Regions from separate parts of the Triticum aestivum genome. Here region 2 is linked to region 1. A link is a contact called in public Hi-C data. All regions are on one chromosome and are shown on one strand. The core of a region is the stretch at or near the end of the contact, and the rest is flanking DNA. Distances in the headings are between cores, read along the strand shown. Region 1 holds the start of LOC123092294 (SNF1-related protein kinase regulatory subunit beta-1). Region 2 holds the start of LOC123094868.

Region 1 (5,830 bases), core at 999-3,498:
CAGAAGAAGCACAGGCTGTTCATCGTATTAAAGTATTAAGGTAAAATGCAAAATGAAACATTTCCTTGATGTAAAAGAGAAAGAGAAAGATAAAACTAGAAAGAAACAAAATAACGTAAAAGAACTAGAAAGAAAAACCGAAAAGATCAAACAAAACAAAAAGGCAACAGAAGAAAACCAAACCAGCAAGAAGCACGCTCTGCCGCGAACTGGGCTGGCCCACCCGCATGCGCTTCAGCAGTTTGACGCACGCGGGAGTCAAATAGGGTTCGCCAGGTACGCATGTATTCGCCCCCCCCCCCCCCCCCCCCCCCAATCAGATTACCCGAACATCAATATTGGTAGAAAGAAAAAAAGGCCCGTGTGAAAAAAGCCCACTAGTAGGCCGGTGGGTATTGCCTCTAGTCAGTCCCCTAGCTTCCATCGTAACTGCAAGTTCATAATTACCGTATACATGGGATTAGTCGCCGCCACCGTTCCAGTTTTCGACGCCCTCTCCCCGGATCGCCTCTTGCCCTCTCACCCAGTCGACCTGCTCCAGTCGCCCTGCTCTGCTCGGCTTCTCCCAGGACCCAAGCGTGCTGCCCTGAGTGCTCTCGAATTCTCAATCAGCAGATCTGATTCACATGTTCAGGTATTTGGCTGCTGCACCTGTCAATTCTTCCCGCTTCAACCAACGAACGGAAATGTTGATTCTCATCCTGTATCACTGTCGAATTGATGCTCCAATTTTTATTTTATTTTTGGTAATTTGGTTGTGTAATTTGTGACTATGGTCTACGATTCTATGAAGAGTTCCCATCTTCCAAATGTCCACAATTATCATGATAGTTCTGTACTGTGTGTGTGGGTCAGTTCTTATTTTTGTGATGCAAATTGTCTACTATCTTGTATTAGTTCCTATCTGTGATGCAATTTTTTATGTGATTATGTCAAACTTCTACACTTCTACAGTATGTTAATTCTCCATGACTCCATTCCAATCCGCATGCAGCAGCTATGAAGAGAAAAGCAGGGCCAAACACCATTAAAATTCTAGCCCGCTTATTTATCAAGTCAAGAATTAGCTTAGTTGGAAATTCAGCTACCTCATTTTCAGCGTGTGCAACCATCCAGAACTGATGACTTTGCCATCTAGTGCAGGTTTAACAAAAGGACTAGTTAAAACAGGTAAATCTTCTTCATATCCAATAGTTGACGGGTTGCTACAACTAGTTATCACTCTCCCAGTCTCATCGGCAACGGCAGAGTGGGCTTTTTCGTCTATGAAAATTGTGAAAACAGGTCTTCGAAATAAAATGGGAGACGATTTGCTTCGCCATTGCATGATAATTTACATAGAAAAAATTTAGCAGCTAAGATAGCTTCTGATGAAATTTATTAATATTTTTGATCTTATTGGCAATCATAGAGGCCAATTTAAATTAATGGAAATGTAATGGTAGCAAAACTTTGTTCTATATGATTATTTTTGTACTGGATATTTTTTCTTTACTTGGCTTGGCTTGCCCGGCTCCGCCCCTGCTTCCCGCATTGTCATTACAATCAATAATACTAAGATGGACTAGCAGCAAGTAGGTTTGTGCTTCTTTGCCCTATTCTCGCGCAGGGATCAAACAGTTTATCCACAGAAAGGGCAGCATTAGCTAAAGTGAATTTGGAAGACACAGAGCCATTTCCAGATCGCGACCAGTCCTCGCCTTGGGACCCTAAGCCAACCAACCAACCAACGAAATCAGTGGAACCTCCACATCTCGAGAGCACATACGAGCACCAGCAGGGGAGAAACTAGGCATCCGAACCGAACCAAACTCTGTAGCAGTAGAGCGAGCAACAAAATGGAGAAGAGGGTGCGGGATCTGGTGATCTGACCTGGGGCACGAACATCCGCGGCGAGAGGGAGCGGCCGGGGCTCACGGGCGGCGATCCGGGCCCGCCGCTGGCCCCCACGACGCCCACTGAGCACGCACGGCGCACGTGGTTGGCGCCTCCGCCGTAGGGAGGGAAGCCGCGGGCCGAGGAGTCGTCGCCTCCGTCCTCGACGTCGACGTCGGCGGCGTCGGCCTCCCCGGGCGCGGCGGCGTCCTCCTCCCTGCCGCTGGCGTTGCCCATGGCCTCCTTCCCTCCTCCTCCTCCCCCCGCCCCCGCGGCGGCGAAATCACGGAAGTGCCACTCACTGCGTTGTGGCGCTGCTGTTGCGCGAGGGGGCAAGGAAGACGAGCGAGAGAGAGAGAGAGGGAAGGAGAGGGAGAGGGATGGCTGCGCCCGTTTGGTCGCGTAATTAAGCGCGTGCCGCTCGCTACCCCTTGCCCGGGAAGCGTGCACCCGGCGCTCGTGGGTTGCACTTGCACCGTCACCGTCGCGTCGGCCCCACGTGGCCCGCCTGCCGGTCGGTGCAGGAGGGTGTAGCGCACGGAGGGGCGTGTTTGGTGATATGTACGTGACGTGGAGCGGGGCCCTGGTCACGGCGCGCACGTTCGGCCGTTGGGGAGAGAGAGGAGCCTGAACCTGAACCTGGATCGGGCGCCGGCTCCCTGGACCCGAAATCCGGCATCCATCGCTGCGATCTCATTGGCGTGTTGTCTTGGGAATCCTTTGCGTTGAAGAACGAGAATCGTGAAAGGGATGGATTCGTGTCAAGGAACAATGGTAGGTGAAGGATTAGCCTTGTTGCGTTTGCCGTCGCGAGTATCACCCGGACTTTTTTTTTTCAACATCAGTACATGCACAAACGCTTATATACACGCGCATACACTCATCCCTATGAACGCACACGCGCACACCCTACCCCTATGAGCGCCTCCGAAAGACTAAGCCGGACATATCATTTTGAGATTTTTGAAGTCACCGTAGGCGTCTCATCGTCGACGGGAACGTCTCCTCCCACTGAACGCGCATCGCCGGAAGTCCTGAAAATAAATCCAGGAATAAATGCGAGCACCAGGATTTGAATCCTGGTGGGCTAGGGATACCATAGTCCCTCTAACCATCGACTTGAAAGGGTTAGACGCGCTTTGCTGCGCCGTTGGTGTTGTTGGGTTTCTTAAAAAACATACTCGCTCTATTTTAAAATATTTCTTTACAAATCTAATCATACAGATTTGATATATTTGGATTAGATTCATCATGAAATGAATTTATCATATTTTTTGTTTAATATTGTGGATGTCGATATTTTTCGCTCTGAACTTGATCAAAAGTGAAAGAAATCTGAATGTTTTTCGCTATGGTATCACATGGTGACGCTTCTTTTTTCTTAGTGATGGGAGGGTATGCGGGATTGATATGTTTTTATAGGGCGGTTGTTGTTGATTGATTTAAAAAATGTTTAATGGGCAAAATCATAAATCCAATCCGAAAATGAATACCACAATTCAATGAAAGAGTTTTGAAATTAGAAAACATAGGAAAGTAAAAGAATTGAACGAGAGAGGTCAAATTATTGACCCGGTCAAAATCGGTTGACCCAATTTTAAATTGACTACCTTAATTAATTGTGAGGCCTTAAAAATTAGAAAGTGTATGTATGATATAAAAGAATTGAATGAGAGAAATTTGATAAATTGTTGACCCGGTTAAAATTAGAAAACCCAATTCTAATTGAAGACCGCAATTAAATGTGGCCTCTTTAAAACTAGAAAGCTTAGTGTTATAAAGGATTTCAGCGTTTGTGGCTATCATTTGATGAATAAAGTTTATGATGCTAAAAAAAGGATTCCAGTGTTTGTCGTGCCACTGCAGGAAATTTGGCAACACTGTCGTCGTTCATTTTATGTAGGTTGCGCCTCATCTAGAGCTTGGATTTGCGTCGCCGAATCATGGACCTTTTTTATTTGATGTAAGTAGGACGAGAGACGACCTACCAACACTAGTTAATTAAGCATTCTCAAAAAAAAAAAACACTAGTTAATTCGGCCAAAAGAACACTAGTTAATTAGTTATGCGCTCGGCATGCCTTAACACGAAAATGGTACTACTCCACATCGACGTGCGATCCATCTCTGCCAACACTACTCAGCTCCTTCTTCGAGTCTTACCTTCAAAAGGAAACTCCTTAATCGAATCATCGGAATCGATCGCTGATACAGATGGATCCGGCCACCGTTGAATTATCTAACAACACCGGCAAAGAGTGTAAAATAACATAAAACTAATGCAATTCGGGTTAGGGATAACCATTAAGTCTAGACAAATAAATTACAATTCTCTTTCGACTGCCTCTAAGAGCATCTATGGAGCCTCAGACCCTTCTCAAATGCCAGGACGGACTGATCGGTCACAAAAAAGAACCCACTCAGGCGCCTCAAATTATCCTCAGACGTCCGGACTGTCCGGCACCCATCATATCTGACCCAAATATGGGACGGATATGGGACGGCCGGGCTCGTCCGCCACGTCAGCCCGACCCACCCCGACCCAACATGTATCCCTTGTGATGAACCCTAGACCTCAATTCACTCCACTCTCTCTGTCCTCTCCTCTTCCCAATTCGTTCTTTCTTCTTCTCATTCGTCGTCTCCTCTTCCCAATCTGATCATGGCGAACGACATCAGCGGCTCCGGCTCCAATGGCGACGAGAGCGACGCCGATACGGTCGCTCTCGGAATGCTTTGCGCCGCTCCCGTCTAGATCAGGGCGCCAATAGCGGAGGCGGCTACTACTTGTGAGCTACATTGGGATTTCCCCAAAGAGGAGAGGATAATGCAGTACAGTAGCAGAAAGTATTTTTCTCAGTTAAGAACCAAGGTTATCAATTCAGTAGGAGAACCACGCAAAATCTCATGAACAGTTCCTACACACAAGATAACAAATACTTGCACCCAATGCAAATCAAAGGGTTGTCCCTTGACGGTTAATTACAAGGATCAAATCTCGTACTCACAGATAGATAAAAAAACACAAAATAAAATAACGGTAAATAAACTACAATAAAGTATTTTTGAATTTTAATATATGATAAAGATAAGCCATGTGGCCATAATTTTCACTAAAGGTTTCTCTCTCAAACAAAAAGCATACGGCGGGTAAACTAATTACTGTTGGGCAATTAATAGAAAAGCGCATAATTATAACGATATCTAAGGCAATGATCATGTATATAGGCATCATGTCCGAGACAAGTAGATCGACTTCTGCTTTCATCTACTACTATTACTCCACACATCGACCACTATCCAGCATGCATCTGAAGTACTAAGTTCATAAAGAACGAAGTAATGCCTTAAACAAGATGAAATTATGTAGACAAAGTAAATCCAATCAATATAAATAAACCCCATCATTTTATCCTTATTGGCAACGGTACAAATACGTGACATGTCCCTTTCTATCACTGGGATTGAACACCGCAAAATTGAACCATCACAAAGCACCTCTCACCATTGCAAGATAAATCAATCTAGTTGGGCAAACCAAACGGATAGATCGGAGAGAAATACAAAGCTATAATAATCATTCATAAAAGAGTTCAGAAAAGACTCAAATAATATTCATAAATAATCTGATCATAAATCCACAAATCACCGGATCCCAACAAACACACTGCAAAAGAAGATTATATTGAATAGATCTCTAAGAACACCTAAGAGAACATTATATTGAAGATCAAACAGAGAGAGGGAGGGAGAGGGAGAGAGAGAGAGAGAGAGGAATAAGCCATCTAGCTACTAGCTATGGCCCCGTATGTCTGTGGTAAACTACTCACACATCATCGGAAGGGGAGCAAAGGTGATGTAGAAGTCATCCATGATCGATTCCCCCTCTGGTAGAGTACTGGAAAAGGCCTCCATATGGGGTCTCACAAGAACAGAGGCTCGCGATGGCGAAAAAA
Region 2 (5,956 bases), core at 545-3,044, 480 kb after region 1:
GTTGATGGTTATGGACGTGCTTAGCATTTTAAAAAGAGAAAAATGACAATGTTACAAGAAAAATGTAGGTGCTTAGTAGTGAATTTGACTCATGTACAAGAAAAATGACAACTTGTACGGTTGTTCATCTCAAGAAATATAAATTTATCTTTTACTTCGGTTTATTCGGTTAACCATTCGGTTTTTCGGTATATACCATAAAAACCAAAGTTCAAATCAGTATGAAAAGTTCATACCATACCGAAACCAGAAACCATAAAAACAAAAAAATCGGTTCGGTTCGGTTTATTTTCGGTATGGTTTTTCGGTTCGATTTTAAAATGCACAGAGCGACTGGACGTCGACGAAGATCACACTGTTCCGACCAAAATGGCTGGTGGTTATTCTCCCATGTCCATCTCCGTAGTTCCCTTGGGCCTTGGCGTCCGTGTCGCGCCATTGCAATCTAGGAGTATTTATTTAACGGCCGTCTTCTTCCCGAGCCTTCCTCCGATTCACCCCGCCCCGGTGGCGATCACTCTCTGATCGCCTTACGAAATGACGGGAACGCGCAGGCGTCATCGATTGCGCAACACGTACGTACGCCCACGCCCGGGTGTGCAGGTGAAAAAACCAATCCGGCGAGTCACAGTCTCACTGACACGCGGGTCGATACGAGTAGAAGCGTGCATTGTTGTACGTCTTCCACAAGCAATCATCCAGACACGTATCATGTTCTCCGTTGGGAGTACAAGGCCGGCGAGCTTGGGCTTTGACACGCATCCTGCTCGCGCAGCAGAAAGAAGAAGCACGTACGCGTCTCATCAGAGATCCTATAAGTACACGGAGACAAAATCTTGGACCGGGAAAATAATTAGTTAGCCAAAATCGACAAGGACTCTTAACAATTTTTAGTTGGATATATACTTGTACTATGTAATACTACTTGGATTCTTTCCACAACGGGTAGGTTAGGTGGGTCGAGCATGAGGCTATGATTTTCGAACCCGGGCCGTATTGCTCCATCTAGTTAACTAGTGGCGGCTCTGCAAATTAGAATCAATTAGTAGTTCGTTACTACTGTAGCTGCCATCCTGACACAACCTCAGATCGATCAACTAAAACTGGCAGTGAGAAAATTCAGACGTGTATCCCCTTGGTCTGGAAGGAAAATTCACACCACGGATGCACGTGCATGTGGTACACACAGAGAAAAAAAGAGACATCTCGATCGATTCCGATCGCCACGGCGCCAAACGCAGATTTTCTCCGTGGAGCCGTACGTGGACTGGAACAGGAAGACCACCCAGATGTTGCAGGGTTTGAACTGAAAGGCGACATGTACGCACGCCTGCACCCCCTTTCAGATACACTAGCAGTATATACAAGCCTAGGCACAAGTGAACAAACGGTCACGCACACAAAAGTAACCAGACGTCCACGTCCATGTCGATCGATCAAGATCAATAACTCCCGCGCCCTACTTTTCCAGGAACCTTCACCTCTCTCTCTCTTTCAAAATTATCCCGCGCCGGTCATCCAATCAACCCACTCACCAACTTTCCCAAGCAACGGTACGATGCGCACGAAACCGTCACGCCCTATGACCGTGCTGTGCTGCGGCCTGCGGGAGATACCTCAATCAAAGCCCCATGTGCCACAATTCGCTCCGGCCGGAACCCACAACAAAATTATTATCCGGCGGATTCCGGGAACTTGCAGGGGCCAATCCACAGCCACAGAAGCGCAGTGGCGATATCTTGAAACAAAGATCGTCTCCCTGACCGGACCTTGTAATCTTGCGGCCGCACAACCCTATATAGCCCCGCCCCGCCAACAAAACCCCCCATCACCTCCTCACCCCAAAGCAGCTAGCTATAACCAACTTGGCTCAGCTGGTTGATCGCTCAGTCCGCTTCAACTTCATCACAGCGAGCCGCGCGCTCTCCTTGGCTTCGTCTCGTTGCTGCTGTACGTATTCGATCGAGATTGTTGAGATGGACAAGCTGAGCGTGCACCACGGGCAGCACAACGGCATCTCCAAGCCGCCGGTGCACCACCACGGCAAGGGCGGCGGGAAGGGCAAGGGTGGCGGCAAGGGGATCAAGGTCGTCTACATCTCCAGCCCCATGATGCTCACCGCCAGCGCCGAGGAGTTCCGCGCCGTCGTGCAGGAGCTCACGGGCCGCGACTCCAACGTGGCCGACCACGACGCCCCGGGCGCCCCGTCCTACTACTCCTCCTCCTACTCCTCGTACGGGCACGCCTCCCCGACGGCGGGGGCTACGGCTGCTGCGGGCACCCGGGCTTTGCCGCCGGTGATGGCGTCCACGGCGGACTACGCTGCCGGCGCCGGAGCCATGCCTCCGCCGTTCCAGAGTATGTATGACCAAACGGGAGGCGCCGGCCTGCTTTACGGCCAAGACTACTGGTAGGATTGGAGATCGGTCACCTCTTGTCGGTCGACGGTTCGGCATGCCATCGAATCCATCACTTGCATATGTGTGAATTTGCTGTCTACAGTCATGCTTCATGTTTCTTCGATTTTCGATCGATCTGTACTGGAGATGGTAATGTCATGTTGATACGAGAGCTTAGTACATATTTTTGTTTACTTGTTTTTTGCCCTCCTTGTTCGAGATCTTCTCCTGCCGTCATGGCAGCATCACCTTTCATTTAGAGCATCTCCAACAGTTGTTGAACACGTCGCGAGCTAAAAACTAGCTGCACGCCCGTCGCCTGGTTTGACGCGGCAGGCAGCGCTGGCTCCAGCAGCCGCGCTAAAATGCAACGCGCGCGCAGCTCCAGCAGCGCGCAAAAATACAGCACGCGTGACTCTAGCACAAGCAACATATGCATTTTAAAACAGAAGCAAAAGATCAAACACAAACAAAATAAATTAAAATAAATAGTTTAATTTCATATTACAACTCAAACAAACAGTTTATCATTCAAACAGCAAATAGTGCAATAAACACAACAAATAGTTCAACAATACAATGTCGAATGCACGAATCATGATGATGCTCTTTGTCGTCCATTCCATGCCCACCACTCCTCAATGAGATCCTTCTTGAGTTCATCATGCGTTGTCGGACGTCAAATGGCATGATAGGAGGCAACAAAACGGGCCACCCTTTCAGCCCTCCGTCGCACTCGCATGGGATGTCCCAACAACTCATACTGAGAGTAGTCTACATCTTGGCCACGCTCATTCTCGATGATCATTGTTATGCATGATCACACACGCGTGCATGATGTACCAAAGCATTTTTTGATCCCAAAATCTAGCTGGTCCTCTCACAACAGTAAATTGGGCTTGCAAAATCCCAAAATCTCTCTCCACATCTTTTCTAGCCGTCACCTGAGCATTGTGGAAATCAAGATTTTTCCTACCTTCCGGCTTTTTCAACGGCTTCACAAAGGTTTGCCACTTTGGATAGATGCCATCCGCTAGATAATAGCCGTAGTTGTATGTACGACCATTTGCTACAAACTGCACTGGTGGCAAATCACCATTTACAATCTTATTCATCAGTGGTGACCGGTTAACAACATTGACATCATTCAGAGATCCAGGCAGTCCAAAGAATGCATGCCAAATCCAAGTCTCTTGATCGGCCACCGCTTCAAGGATTATAGTGGAACCCTTTTTTTGCCGTGGAATTGCCCATGCCATGCCTTTGGACAATTCTTCCAACTCCAATGCATGCAATCTATTGAGCCAAGCATACCAGGGAAGCTGCGAGCTTTGTTCATCTCCAATAGCCTTGCGACGTCTTCAGCATTGGGAGATCTCAAATACTCCTGGCCAAACACTTGCACAATTCCGACTGCGAAGCGCTTGACACACATGATGGCTTGGCTCTCACCCATAGCCAAGTGATCATCAACTAGATAAGCCGGGATACCGTATGCCAACATACGCAAAGCGGCTGTCACCTTCTGAAAGGTGCTATGCTCGAGCTCTCCGGCGGCATTCCTCCTTTCCTGAAAAAACTGGTCATGGCTAGCCAGTTTCTCTGCAATGCGCCTTAAGAACTCGGTGCTCATCCTAAACCGGCGACGAAAGTACGACTCTGGGTATGTGGGATTCTCCACGAAATAGTGCCTCATCAATCTGTTATGGGCATCGATCTTATCCCTTCAAATTTTTTGCCGACCCATAACCGAACCACGATGCTTCGGTTTTTTGTTGATATGCATAGCTAGGATCATTGCAAGATCCTCCTCCTCTTCCATATCAAATTCTTCTTCGGAAGAATCATACGACGAACTCATCTACAATGTTCAATACTATGCTATTAAAACTACAATCAACATGCACCAAATTCATGAAGTTTGAGCAATACATACCTTGTAGGCGTTTTGTCAAACACCTTGCGGGCGCCGAGCGACAGCGAGCGCCCGGGCGCTGTTCGTCTGAGGACGGACACACGCGAGGGGCGGCGGTGACTAGAGGGGGGGTGGAGGAAGCCGCCGCGACGCGGAGATAGGTCGGGGAAGCGCCGGAATGGTCGCCGGGTGGCGCGGGCGGCGGCGGCGCCACGGCTGGAGGGGGGAGGGGGAGTTGCGAGCGAGTACGCGGGAGCGGGCGCAGCAAATAAGCGGCGCGCGATGGAGTTTCGGCCCGCGCGCTGAACTACATATGCCCCGTGCGCGGTTTTTTGCGCGTCCGCTGGAGCCATTATACCGGTTGCGCGCGCGCTAAAATGGGCAATTTTACGGTGCGACGCTTGTTTGGTGCGGCTGTTGGAGATGCTCTTATGCTCGTATATGTTTGGAATCAACCTACTCTCTTTTGCTTTGGATCATGATAAATGTCACACCTCTGCCACGGACACATACCAACTCTAAAGGTTTTTTATGGCAAGCATAGTGACGCGAAGATGACAACTTAATTGTCAAACACGACAACTTTTCTTTCGGATGACAAGTTTCAGGGTCTTTTAGGTTTATTTTTTCTTTTTGAATGATAACTTTAGTTGTAGAAAATATCAGGGCCCGAATGCTTTGTGGCACTTATCATTTGAATTTATTTTGTTACTAGCAAATGTGTCCGTGCATTGCAACGAATCAAAAGTAGAACAATACATGTTTACAAACTTGAAAGAAAAACGACTTTCTATATAGGGTCGCGCTATTCGTCAGCCTGGGTAAGGAATAGTTATTCTTCACCCCCTCTCTATTTTAACATCAATGCACCGTAATTTCATGTTCCGTAAATTTTGTCTTATTTCAGACGTAAAATGAGAACGTAAGAAAATATATAATCGCTGTAAAAAAATTTTATTTTACCTAAATTATAAATGTAAAAACATAGCGTAAATTGTAATTTTTTTGGCCTTCTGACTTCTTTTTATGCTAAATTTTACGCAGTGAATCAATATGACTGAAACTATTTGTATTTGAAACATAATTTATTTATAAAATGATGGTAAGATTAACTCGGGTGAAGAATAACTTATTTTGTATGTTGTATGTTGTATGTAGTATCTATCAAATCAGAGAGTATGTACACGTAGTATATAGTATATAAGAATGTTTAGGTAGTATATACTACTTTTTAGGTAGTATACATCGTATTTTGAGTATGTTCTTTTTTATATATAAATATATACGTATTTCACAAATATAATAAAAATCATGGGCCAACTTGCCATTTTTCATCTAACTATATATACTCGTATTAGGTTTCACCCAAAATATATTCCTTGTATTTTAGGTGAGGCAGGGATGTGGTTGGCTTGAAGATACTAAGGGGTTTTCTGTAAATTGGAGTAGAGAAGTTGGGTCTTATTGTAAAAATATGACAACTTACCTCATAATCGTTGGATGCAGATCTGATGGTCAGAAATGACGGATGGCAGATACACCATCATCACCAACTAAATCTTTTATAGGAATGGAGGAGTAGAGATACGAGCTCACTAATCATACTATTTAAGATATATAAAAAATAAAGCCAACTGCTCAC

The links. A called contact is a pair of places that touch in the nucleus more often than the background predicts.
Region 2: a contact with region 1 is called in a Hi-C map of leaf, with 9 times the contacts expected there. The contact joins the promoter of LOC123094868 here to the promoter of LOC123092294 in region 1. A contact is called at or near these places in 3 of 5 Hi-C or Micro-C datasets (all in leaf).

The regions. Positions count from the first base shown.
Region 1 is chr4B:389,925,267-389,931,096 of IWGSC CS RefSeq v2.1, forward strand. LOC123092294 (SNF1-related protein kinase regulatory subunit beta-1) reads right to left here and starts at 2,249. Exons shown (of 4, transcript XM_044514019.1): 1 at 1,873-2,249. The coding sequence starts at 2,112.
Region 2 is chr4B:390,408,034-390,413,989 of IWGSC CS RefSeq v2.1, forward strand. LOC123094868 reads left to right here and starts at 1,795. Exons shown (of 1, transcript XM_044516744.1): 1 at 1,795-2,602. The coding sequence starts at 1,977. The coding sequence ends at 2,414.